2 separate regions of the Bos taurus genome follow, and region 2 is linked to region 1. Evidence: chromatin contacts called from public Hi-C data. All regions are on one chromosome and are shown on one strand. Each heading gives the region's core, a stretch centred on a gene start, on an enhancer-like site or on the middle of the called end of the contact. The rest is flanking DNA. Distances are from core to core; before and after follow the strand shown.

What was found. Hi-C and Micro-C count contacts between places; a contact is called where the count stands out from the background.
Region 2: a Hi-C map of liver shows a contact between it and region 1, with 3 times the contacts expected there. The contact joins two enhancer-like sites. A contact is called at or near these places in 2 of 11 Hi-C or Micro-C datasets (liver and skeletal muscle).

The regions. Positions count from the first base shown.
Region 1 is chr1:148,778,436-148,784,605 of ARS-UCD2.0, forward strand. No RefSeq gene overlaps it. Among named protein-coding and RNA genes, the nearest start is that of CLDN14, 25 kb to the left of the region's middle. Within about 2 kb of position 1,621, at least 7 of the 102 cell types and tissues checked have an H3K27ac peak or open chromatin away from gene starts, as enhancers often do. A contact at or near this core is called in liver, where this site is marked.
Region 2 is chr1:149,181,451-149,188,059 of ARS-UCD2.0, forward strand. All of the region lies in intron 5 of HLCS (holocarboxylase synthetase), which reads right to left. Among named protein-coding and RNA genes, the nearest start is that of HLCS, 58 kb to the right of the region's middle. Within about 2 kb of position 3,076, at least 1 of the 102 cell types and tissues checked has an H3K27ac peak or open chromatin away from gene starts, as enhancers often do. A contact at or near this core is called in liver, where this site is marked.

The DNA.
Region 1 (6,170 bases), core at 371-2,870:
GCTTCTTTTCTTCCCCAAAGCCCCTGTATTTGTTTCTCAGAGCTGTCTGACAAGCACAAGCGGGGTGGCTGACAACAACAGAAATGTATCCTCTCACCATTCGGGAGGCTGTAAGTCCAAAATCCAGGTGCTCCTGTGGCTTCTGAAGGAGAGTCTGTCCATGCGTCTCTCCAGCTTCTGCTGGTGGCCTGCATGCCAGTCTCTGTGTCTTTGCTCCGCTGAGAAGTCTTTGCTCCGCTGACACCAGTCAGAATGGATGAAAAGTCCACTTTACTTAGTGTGACCTCACCTTAGCGCAACTGGTTATGTCTGCAGTGGCCCTCTTTCCAGATAAGGTCACATTTTGAGAACCTAGGGAGGACATGAATTTGAGAGCAACGCTTGTTCCACTGAATGGCGCTCCATACTGTCTTTCCTGAGCTCACTGTTCAAGCCAGTCCACCCCCATCCTCCACAGACACTGAAATCCATGGATCTTGACCCCTGGGATCCCACAGAGTTAACCCATAGATAGTCCCAGCCTTGCCGCCCACTGGCTCTCTGACCCTGCCTATCCCAGCAGCTTTCCTTTCTGTTCCAGAAGAAGCCCTTCTTCTCGTATTATGCTCTAAGAAATCCATTCATCTTTTACTTGTTGGTTGCTTTTGTTGTTTAGTTGCTAGATTGTGTCCAACACTTTGTGACCCCCATGGACTGTAGCCCGCCAGGCTCCTCTGTCCATGGGATTTTTCCAGGCAAGAATACTGGAGTGGGTTGTCATTTCCTTCTGCAGGGGGGAGCCTCTTTCTGATCCAGGGATCGAACCTGAGTCTCCTGCATTGGCAGGTGGATTCTTCATCACTGAGCCACTTGAGAAGCCCTAACCTGTTTAACCAAGTCTAAACTCCCGCACCCGGATTTTCAACCTGTCTCCTCACCCTCTGATGGACCTGCATCTCCCTACTGTTGATGCGGTTGCCAGTCACCCCCATCCCCCAGGCCTCACCCTTCTCTGCTCTTAGCCCACCCGACCCTGGTCAGGCTGCTCTCCTGTTTCTCCCCACTCCCTCCTGCCCCTGGCAGGACCCACCCCCCTCCTCCTCTTACAGCTTCTGTCCCTCAGGTGGTGGAGCCTCAGCGCAGGCGTACTGCATCGAACGGGATTCCCTGCTGGCTTCCCGAGCTGTCTCAGTCCCTCCCATACCCTTTGTTTCCGGTTCCGGAGGATGCCGGAAGTCGCTCCTTCCCTGAGCTGCTCATGGCCTCTCTAGTTCACTGGTGTTTTGCTGACGAGCCATCTACCCAGCTAGACTTTGGGCTTTCTGAAGGTTAAGACCATGACTCATCTGTGCTTCAGTCCCCTGGCACCACCCAGGACCCCAGAAGGCTCTATCAGTTTTCACTTAGAACTTGGACGCGTGGAGCCATTTTGCTTTATGAGCCTGGGTTGCCATGGAGAATTACTTCTTAGGAGTTGAGTCAGTTTGGGATGTTAACACAACAGGATGGGGGATTAGACATTAATTGTTTTATGGGACGTGTTTAGAGTTTCTAAAGGTGGGCCTTAGGCCTGCCTGTTTCAGAGCCTGCAGAGTCGCTTTTTAAAAGGGAAATTCCAGACCCCTGACCCAGACCTGCTGATTCAGAATTTTAGGAGGTGAGTGGGGAACTGAGCGCTGATGTCAGCGCTGGCTCCTGTCCTGGTGATTCTTATGCGTGGTAAAGTTGAGAGTCATGGATCCAGACACATGGATGATACATACTGATTCTAGATGTTCTAGCAGGGCTGAAGATAAACAAGAGACTTATTACAGCTCATAGAGCCAGCTGGGCAAAGCCAAAAGTGATTCATTGCTTCCTAGGTGACCCATCACTTGAAAAGCGAGGGTTCTCTCCTGAGGTCTAGTGACATTCTCACAAAATCAGAGGCCCAGGAGGAGAATCTGGAGGGTCTTTGGAGTGACCCGTGGGCAGTGCTGAGCCCAGCCACAAACAGAGTGTACCTGTCTTCCCCTGCTGGTCCCCTTCCCCCTAACCCCAGGCGGAGAATTAGAGCATGCTGTTCAGAGCTAATGTTTGCTTTGCTTTTGGAAACACCTCAGGGCAACTCAGGATAGGTTTTCAGAGTGGTGTTTGCCTTGGCTTGGCTGCAAAGTTCCCCCTTTCTAGTCTATTTATTGCAAGTTAGCACTCGGCCCCAGATCCAGGAGTCAAACACTGGTTCTAACAGAAATCAGGGTGCAGACGAACGAAATGAAACATGGGGTGGGCTGAGGGCGTGTCCCCATGCTGCTTCTTGGCCTGGCGGGTAACCTGAGGTCCCTGGCCTGAAACATGGGGTGGGCTGAGGGCGTGTCCCCATGCTGCTTCTTGGCTGGCGGGTGACCTGAGGTCAGGGTGGGGCCAGCCTCACAGCCCCTGGCCTGAAACATGGGGTGGGCTGAGGGCGTGTCCCCATGCTGCTTCTTGGCTGGCGGGTGACCTGAGGTCAGGGTGGGGCCAGCCTCGCAGCCCCTGGCCTGGGCAGTGATGCCTGTGGACCGTGGGATAATAACGGCGCCCACTGCCCAACAACAGGCTCTGAAGGAATTGTTTCCCAGGACAGGGATGTGTTCCATTGTTAGCTCCTACTTTGTTTACATGTTTTCTTATCTTTCAAGAGATTCAACTAGCTTTCGACAGCAAATTGCGGGTCCTTCTTGATATTCGCTCTCAAGTTGCAAACAGAGGCTGCCTTACATTTGGATGATAATCGCCAGGGCTGTGCCAGCGAGTCCATTTACACCGTATCCTTTAATCCGTACAAAACTCCATGCGGAGGGTGTTATTAGATCCCACTTAATGATGAGAAAGCAAACTCAGAGAGGTTAAGTGAGTGACCCAAGGTGACCCAGCTGACAAATGGGGAGGGAGTAGCCCAGGGATCACCCCATCTGAGCGACAGCGGGGCTCGCCACTGGTGATGACCTACTCCCATCAAAAGCATCTTTCCTTGCCTTAAGGAGCAAATGCGACACACACACACTGCTGTATATAAAATCAGTAACTGATAAAGACCTACTGTATAGCACAGGGAACATTACTCAGCACTCTGTAATGATCTATAGGGGAAAATAATCTAAAAAAGAGTGGGTGTACAAATATGTACATGTGTAACTGATTCGCTTTGCTGTACACTGGAAACCAACACAAGTTTGTAAATCAACTATGCGCGAATAAAAAGGTTTTTAAAAGTGGAGGGATTAACAATGGTTTACCAAGGCCTGAAAAATTTCATCTGAGTCTAGCTCCTCTTTGCATTAAGTATATCAGCCCATTTTATATTAGCAAAATGAAAACTGAGGAAAGGTATGGGTTTCCCATGACACGTCTGCAGGGCAGTAAAATACACTATTAAGGGGAATTTCTGGCCGTATCACATTTCTATTTCACAAAAATGAAAAGCATGATTGAGCTTCACTAGTGTGGGTGGTAGAAAGTGAAAGTGAAGTCTCTCAGTCGTCTCCCACTCTTTGTGACCCCATGGACTATACAGTCCATGGAATTCTCAGCCCAGAATACTGGAGTGGGTAGCCTTTCCCTTCTCCAGGGGGAGCTTCCCAACCCAGGGATGGAACCCAGGTCTCCCTCATTGCAGGCGGATTCTTTACCAGCTGACCCACAAGGGTAGAAAGAGTTTAAAATGCAAATGGAACATAAGCAAGACCCTTGGGATGTGGCCGCCACCCTCTGATCCAGGGTGGGTTGCAATCAAAGGCGTGCTGGATGGAATCTGGGACATTAGGGGCTGGGTGAAATTAAACCAGAAGCTGTGGGCTTTAGGGAACAGATCCACAGTCTCCCAAATTTCCTACTTGAAGACCTCCTTCTCACTCTTCTGTTCCATAGTTTCTATGGCAGAGACATGGACACAGCTCTCCTGTCCCAAACCCACAAGGTCACTTTGATCATCGGAGACTTACCTCTCTTATCAACAGCCTGGCCTTCGTTCAAGGACCCATGATTCTCTCTACACTCAAGAAGAGGAAAAAAGAGTACTGTGAATTAAAAAACCCCAGTTACTGATTGACTCTAAGGAACCCCAAAGAAGCTAAGATATTATTTAGACACGGACCTTAGCTCCTAGAGGCTGGATGAAGTGGGCTGGCAGGGGTTAATGGTGCTATGCTGCTTGACTATTCCGGAAAACATCATCTTTTGACTTACTGCCATGAGCTAAAAGCAGTTAAGAAGAAACCACTGTGAACAACAGTAACTGCTATTCTATCGGCAAAAGCTGAAGTTGGTGTTATTACCCTAGGTTTGCATATTAGGGAACAAGAGATTTGATGAGTTTGGTAATTTGTACAATATTATAAAGCAAGCAATTGGTAGGGTCCAGAAAAAATGGAAACAGTGACAGATTTTATTTTCCTGGGTTTCTAAATCACTGCTGACGGTGACTGCAGCCATGAAATTAAAGACACTTGCTTCCTGGAAGGAAAGCTATGCCAAACCTAGACAATGTATTAAAAAACACAGACATCACTTTGCCGACAAGGGTCCACATAATCAAAACTATTATTTTTCCAGTAGTCATGTACGGATGTGAGAGCCAGACCATAAAGAGATCTGAGCACCGAAGAATTGATGCTTTTGAACTGTGGTGCTGGAGAAGACTCTTGAGAGTCCCTTGGACAGCAAGGAGATCAAACCAGTCAATCCTAAAGGAAATCAACCCTGAATATTCATTGGAAGGGCCGATGCTGAAGCTGAAGTTCCAATAGTTTGGCCACCTGATACAAAGAGGTAATTCATTGGAAAAGACCCTGACGCTGGGGAAGATGGAGGGCAAAATGAGAAGGGGCCGGTAGAGGATGAGATGGTTTAGACGGCATCGCGGACTCAATGGACATGAATCTGAATAAACTCCAGGAGATGGTGAAGGGCAGGGAAGCCTTGTGTGCTACAGTCCCTAGGGTTGCACAGAGCCAGACACAACAACAACAACAGCAGGGCCCAGAAATAAACGAGGTCCTTTCTTCTCTACGCAGTCTCCCATGAAACACGGTTCTCATCTCTGCCGTGGCCTGACGGAGTATCACATTCTACTACTGCATCAGCCAGAAGGTCAAGAGCAGTTATGCCATCCCAGTAGTATGCTTCAGAGTCAGTCCTGGAATTAGCAGAGTTCACTCTCAGTCAAGAAAAGAGTATTCCAAGGAAATGATATCTTAGATATTTTTTTTCCTTAGTTGGTAGACGTTCCTTGAGAGGATTATGGTGCATTAAAGATATATTACTGTGATGTCTTGTAAAAATTTTATAGCTACTGTTTTACACTTATTCAGCATTCTGGATCTCACTGTGGTATTCACTTCAAATAAGGCTGTGTGAGTCAGTGTGTAAGAATCAAATGCAAGTTGTACATTATTTAATGACATCCTAAATGATGATAGCTTTAGGAAAGAATTTTTCTTAAACACCGTGGTTGTAGCATTGTCCACTATTGCTTTAAAAGTCGAGTTTCTTGGCATTCATAATTATGATGGTTATAAGACATGAGTTGTTTACTATTAAACAGTATACCTAATATTTCTCAACTATTAAAAAACGTATATAATCTCAAAAGCATCTGACTTGAAGGAAGAAATTATCAGCCCAGCCTGTATGTTAGAATTTAAAAGCTTCAGAAACTTTTACAAGTTCCTATTGTGCAGGTTTCACCCTTAGACCAATTAGATAAGATCTCTAAGAAGAGTTGTTTGGCTAGTTATAGTTTAGAGAGTTCTACAGGAAGGAATGATGCTAAAGCTGAAACTCCAGTACTTTGGCCACCTCATGCGAAGAGTCGACTCATTGGAAAAGACTCTGATGCTGGGAGGGATTGGGGGCAGGAGGAAAAGGGAACGACAGAGGATGAGATGGCTGGATGGCATCACCGACTCGATGGACATGAGTTTGAGTGAACTCCGGGAGTTGGTGATGGACAGGGAGGTCTGGCATGCTGCAGTTCATGGGGTCACAGAGTCAGACACGACTGAGCGACTTTGATGATGACTACACCTGTTATACCACTAATGTCCACTAGATGCCGCTGTGATCTGCTACTTCAGATTCCAAAACGAAATCTGAAAACCAATTTTCTCAGTATTTAAAATTGAAACAGTAAGCCACTTTTAAAGACAAAGGACTTTTAAAACCTCATGTTT
Region 2 (6,609 bases), core at 1,826-4,325, 400 kb after region 1:
TACACACTGGTATTTCTCCCACTGCTTATATCATTAAATATATCATTATCAAAACAAAGCCTGAAAACATTTTAAGAGACAAACATACTCACAAAGCAAGCAAAGGGACCACGCAGAACTGAACGTCTGAGGAACATACAGGACCCGGAAGGCTGTAGGTAGCCCAGCGGTGCCTGGACAAGATGCATTTTACTCATAGGCAACCACTGAGGGGCAGAGACGGGAACGCCATCAACAAAGAGAACAGCATTCTCTTCTCATCTCCAAGAGAAAGAGACTGATGGACAGACAGACTGACCCTTGGCCAAGCTTTCCTGTTGGTGACCTGGTTGGCTTTGGTGAAGAAGCCTGAGAAAAGGCACCCAGGACTGACCCAGCCTCCCCCGCTGAGACGCGCCCAGGGGAACACCATCACCCAGAACCCGGGGTGTCGTGGCCCTTCCCGCGAACGCAGTGGAAACAGAGGCTCAAACAGGCCAGCCGGGTCCACAACCGCCTGGCGGCCTTGAAACTTCAGAAACACTTAGAAACATTTTCTCCAGACGGCACAATCCTCCGAGCAACATTCCCAGATTATCAGCATGAATGGAAAACAAAATGCCATTCCCCAGCCATAATTCACATCCCGGAAAACTGAACTAGAACATTCATCAAAAACGGGATTCGGGCCCCCGAGCCCTGCATTCCTGCACCGCCTGGCAGCTTCGGTGGCCGGGAGAGCCAGGCTCTGACAGTGCTGCTGCAACCACGGTGCCTACCTCAGTCCTGGCCTCTGGCCCCTCATCTGACCACCAGGGGGGCCCTTTGATCGTGTGGGAGATGGTACTCATGCCCTGGGACGTTATTTTTACAGACTTGGGAGACAGAAATCTGTTCTTTGCAGAACGTTGCAAGCCTTCTGAGAGACAGCTTCAATCGACTTCCCCAGGAGAGGAAGGCCGTCCCCCATACCCGCTCACACATGGCAGCTATTAGGGAGCTGCTGCAGAAGGCAGAAAGCATTTGGTCCGGGAGGACTTTTTCTTCCACGAGAGCCTGTTTCCCATCCACAAATCTGCCCAACTGCACGAGCGCTGGATATAAATAGTCTTGAGGAAATAAAACTACCCCCTCTCTCTCCATCTCTCAACAGGGTCCTGTCCCCGCTAGGACACTGCGGAAAAGGTGCCCCCTCCAACCCGCCACCCTTGCCCCCTCCCAGTAAGGCAGCCAGAGCCGCACCGCAGGGCAAACGCGGGGACCACAGGGCAAATGCGGGGACCACACCAGCTCAAAGTGGAGAGCGACCACACTGGTGCCCATCTGCATTTCCCCCAGCATGTTATCAAGTCTCTGCCTTGACTGTGAGCAGAAGAATTCGCCCCGGAGTCACTTGGAAACTGGCTTGTGGAAACAAGATTCAAGTAAAAATACAGCACATCCAGTAGCTGAAAAGCCTCTCCCCACCCCAACCACCCACCCACCGCCAAAAAAAAAATGAAGGCAGCTCAGGAAAACATCCCACGTATTATTCCTTTTGCATTTCAATGTCAGACTCGTCATGTTGCCTTTGCCGTAGGTATTAGGTTTGATAACAGGAAGTCGGTTAAAACTAACAAAAAAATTTTTCCAGTTGGAGGTGAAGGGCAAAGGAAGAAAGAAAGGAGAGAAAGGGGTCTATGAAAGACCCTTAAAAACCTCCCCAGCTATAAAAGCTTTTAAAGGTTGGCTTTAATCTGCCAGCTGCTCTTTGGCTGTTGCCATATTGTAAAACGGCCGCCTCAACACCGCATCAACCACATGTCAAAAGCTATTCAGCGTGCACCTGGAATTCCGAGCTCCTCTCGAATGTGGACCTCTCAAAATTATTTTTTAAGCTGTATTTTAGAGGGGCACTAGACGTTTCCCTCTCCTGTGTGTACATTCGATTCAGAACTAGGATTAAAGGTGCAGGGAGGGAAGATTCCATGACAAATAACTATGCCAAAACCAAAGTTGTTTTTTTTTTTCCTTTTAATTGGAGAATTCTAATTAACTCAAAAAAACACATGAGACCCTTCACTGCTCCACAATCCAGTTTGCTCCTCAGAGGGGCAAGGACCCCCTCCGTGCCCTCCCCCGACTGGCAGGGCCATGTGAGACTCCGATGAGATCCGGACATGGAAAGGCACTACTACAAAGCACGCGAGCAAGATGAGAAACCATCTTCTTGTTTTTCAGAAACTTGCAGAGCAAGGACTCGGAAGCACTCAGGTGTTTGCAGAATGAAGCAGTCTGCGAGAGGAGGGGGTAACACCACGTGACCTGACTTAGTCCAAGTTTCTTCATAAAGCACCCAGCGTCGAAAACGGAATGCCCCAGGTGGAAGGGCAATACAGCTTTTTGACATATTTCACAAGTATTGACACTATCTTTATCGACAATACCTGGGACTTCTCTGGTGGTCCAGTGGTTAAGAATCTGCCTTCCAATGCAGGGGATGTGGGTTCGAGCCCTAGTCAGGGAACTAAAATCCCATATGTGGGGGCTGGAAGGGGGGGCAACTAAGCCTGATCTCTGCATTTAAAGAGACACCCTAGTGCTACAAGGAAGCCCCATCACAGTCAAAATAAAAAAGTAATTTAAAAAAAATGCCTGTTTGCAGTGAGGGGGGACAGGGAAATGTGTCAACCACAAATAATCTAGGCTTAAAATCAAAATGGAATGTTACACCATCTTTTAAGCACACGTGATCCACCCTACAACTCCACACCACGGAAGCTGCACACACCAACAACACGGTGATGTTTTTGCCCAGTTTCTTTAATAAGAAACCCAGTTGTCACTTCTGGTTATGCTTACATCTTGAGCCCCCGAGGAGAAGGAGCCCCACACCCTCTGGCAGGATGCCTGCTGAGGCTTGGCCTGCTTCCCACACTCGGGGTGCCATCATGACACTAGCTCTGAGCCGTGAGGAAGGCCCAGAAGTAACCCCAGCTTGCTTGTCTCAGAAAGAACCCCATGCTCCCCAGCCCCAAGTGGCGATGTCCCAGGATGAGAGGACAGGTCAGGTCCTCCTCGGCTGCTGCCCTGTGCAGAGAGCGGTGCACAGTCCCAAGCCCCCTCGATTGCTCCAGGGAGGCAGTGGGTGGCGAGGGGGTGGGGGATGGGCGACAGTTCTGTCCCACCCTGTCCAAATCAACCAGCTGCCCCTCTCAACACTAACCCCTGTGACTCCACGGCACAGAGAGGGGGAGTGTGCCTTCTTTCTGCCGTTTCCTTGGCAGAGATTGAAAATAGCAGCAGAGCCCAGAGAAATGGAAACAAGAGGGTGAACTTCTGGACCAACCGGACTTTAGGTCCTGCCAGGGAAAGCACTGTGGCTTTTCTGTAAAGTCGGCATCGCTCACGAACACACTGGTGCCTCCCTCCCCCCGACCCCGTGCAGGAAAGGTGTATCCTGGCTAACTCCTGGTCACCACCAGTGCTGGGAGGCTGTGGTGGCCTTGGACCCTGGGGCGCCCCAGTGGTGCTTGACCCTTGGGCTGTAGCCACTCCTCCGGAGAGGAAGTGATCTGTTTGCAAGCATTCACTACATAGATGCCCGCACACATGTGGTCTCCTTTGACTAATGGTTCAAAACAGTTTGACGGTCAAGAAACTGCTAGGTCCCGGCAGGGGTCGGTGGGGGGGGGCTCTAGAATGAGGAACGACCACCAGGAACATCTTCCAGTCATTGAGCGAGAGGATTGCTGAGGCCCAGAGATGCACACGTGCTGAGCTGGGGGCTTAAACCAACAAGCAGCAGCCAGAGTAGAGGCATTTACTAACAAACTCAAATCCTTTTTGAATAACTAATGCGGGTGTCAAATATCAAACAAACTATCAACTCCTACACAAGAGTACTTGCCCTTTCTTATTAAAAATATTAATCATTACTGCTGGGAGAAATTGAAGGCGGGAGGAGAAGGGGATGACAGAGGATGAGATGGTTGGATGGCATCAACGACTTGATGGACATGAGTTTGGGTGGACTCCAGGAGTTGGTGATGGACAGGGAGGCCTGGCGTGCTGCAGTCCAGGGGGGTCACAGAGAGTCAGACACGACTGAGCGACTGAGCTGAACTGAACTGATTAATGATATTGTAACAACACTTTTAAAAATAATTTTCTTTTATTTACTTCTGTCCGTGCTGCGTCTTTGTTGCTGTGGGGGCTTCTCTCAAGCTGGGACGATCGGGCACGCCACACTCTACTTGCGCTGCTGGGTTTCTCATTGTGGCGGCTCCTCCTGTTGTGGAGGATAGGCTCTAGAGCTCAGACTTCAGCAGGTGTGGCCCGTGGGCTCAGTACTTGTGGCTCCTGGGCTCCAGACCACAGATTCCATAGCTGTGGGCCCGGGCTCAGTTGCTGTGCAGCATGTGGGATCTTCCCTGGATCAGGGATCGAACTGAGTCTCCTGCATTGGCAGGCTGATTCTTTACCACTGAACCACCAGGGAAGCCCCAAGTCCTTGGCCTTTTAACATTCAAGTTTTGACCTCTTATGGGATGCCTTCAAAGTCCAATGACATACAGTGATTTGGTTTTTTAAAATCTTTAATAACTGGTTTTGCTCATTATAAAAATAATACATGTCTGTAATAGAATCCCAGACCACCTGACCTGTCTCTTGAGAAATCTGCATGCAGATCAGGAAGCAACAGTTAGGATTGAACATGGAACAACAGACTGGTTCCAAATAGGAAAAGGAGTATGTCAAGGCTGTATATTGTCACCCTGTTTATTTAACTTATATGCAGAGTACATCATGAGAAACGCTGGGCTGGAGGAAGTACAAGCTGGAATCAAGATTGCTGGGAGAAATATCAATAACCTCAGATATGCAGATGACACCATCCTTATGAAAGAAAGTGAAGAACTAAAAAGCCTCTTGATGAAAGTGAAAGAGGAGCGTGAAAAAGTTGGCTTAAAGCTCAACATTCAGAAAACTAAGATCATGGCATCTGGTCCTGCCACTTCATGGCAAATAAATGGGGAAACAGTGGAAACAGTGGCAGACTTTATTTTTTTGGGCTCCAAAATCACTGCAGATGGTGACTGCAGCTATGAAATTAAAAGACGCTTGCTCCTTGGAAGGAAAGTTATGACCAACCTAGACAGCTTATTAAAAAGCAGAGATATTATTTTGCCAACAAAGGTCCGTCTGGTCAAGGCTATGGTTTTTCCAGTGGTCATGTAAAGATGTGAGAGTTGGATTATAAAGAAAGCTGAGCGCTAAAGAATTTATGCTTTTGAAAGGTGGTGTTGGAGAAGACTCTTGAGAGTCCCTTGGCCTGCAAGGAGATCCAACCAATCCATACTAAAAGAGATCAATCGTGAGTGTTCATTGGAAGGACTGATGCTAAAGCTCAAACTCCAGTACTTTGGCCACCTGATGCGAAGATCTCACTCATTTGAAAAGACCCCGATTCTGGGAAAGATTGAAGGCAGGAGGAGAAGGGGACAACAGAGGATGAGATGGTTGGATGGCATCACTGACTCAGTGGACATGAGTTTGGGTAAACTCTGGGAGTTGGTGATGGACAGGGAGGCCTGGCATTCTGCAGCGCATGGGGTCGGGGTCGCAAAGAGTCGGACACATCTGAGCGACTGAACAGAACAGAATTATGTGGAACATAAAAAGATTTTTTTTAACATTTAATAAAATCAGCATTAAGTCCCAAACCCAGAAATATACCCCCATATGTATTCCTTCCAGCCTTTTTTTCCTGTGGACGTATGCATGTGGTGTACAGGTGCTCACACAAGATGTAACGTCATAATTCTGCAGAGAACTGAATTTCAGTCCTGCCCCCAGCGGATTTGCTTAAATGGGAAGACCTTGTGCAGATAAGTTCAGCTGGGCCACCCAGAGTCTGCACCTCCGCGGAACCTCGCCTCTGCGTGGTGTCATGCATGGTGACACCCATGAAGTCATACGTGACCAGATTTTATAGCGGAAATCACATGCTACTATGGTGTCTGGGTGTCAACGAAGGTCTCAGAAACACACTTCTAGCAAATGCCAAGGGTCGGCTGTACCTCGGGTGAGTGTTTTTTCCTACTTGGATCATGTGTTATTTTTTTCCATTTATATCAGTGCAATATGGAAACACATAGGTACCTCATAAATCTTCTGTGCTATTTGCTACAAAGAGTGAGTGTCCAGGCACCAAACTGTATAAACACAGCTGGTATGCAGTAAAACTATTTAGATAGCCAGTGTGTTTATTTTGTTCTTTCATAGGCCATCCTACGGTCCCACCTAGTACACACAGTAAATGTTCAGTGAAAGGTGAATATTATTAACTGTGACTCTGAAATAATTTCTATGGGCCCAAAAGAAAAGTGCCAGCAAAACGACTGAATTACACTATGCAACACTGATGTCGAGAGAGAGGAAAAAAAAAAATCAAATCGCTGCCTGCTCACCAGGAAGCCTGGCTCAGCAGCGACACCGTGTGGTCAGAGATCTCAGATTCCCAACAGCACAGAGTATTTTACAGGAAGAGGGAAGCAGGGTCTACGGGCATCTAATCCCAAAGGCAGGTGAGAAACCGAAGGATGAGTCATGTGTAACAGATGGTGGATACCAGGATCCTCCCGTTGT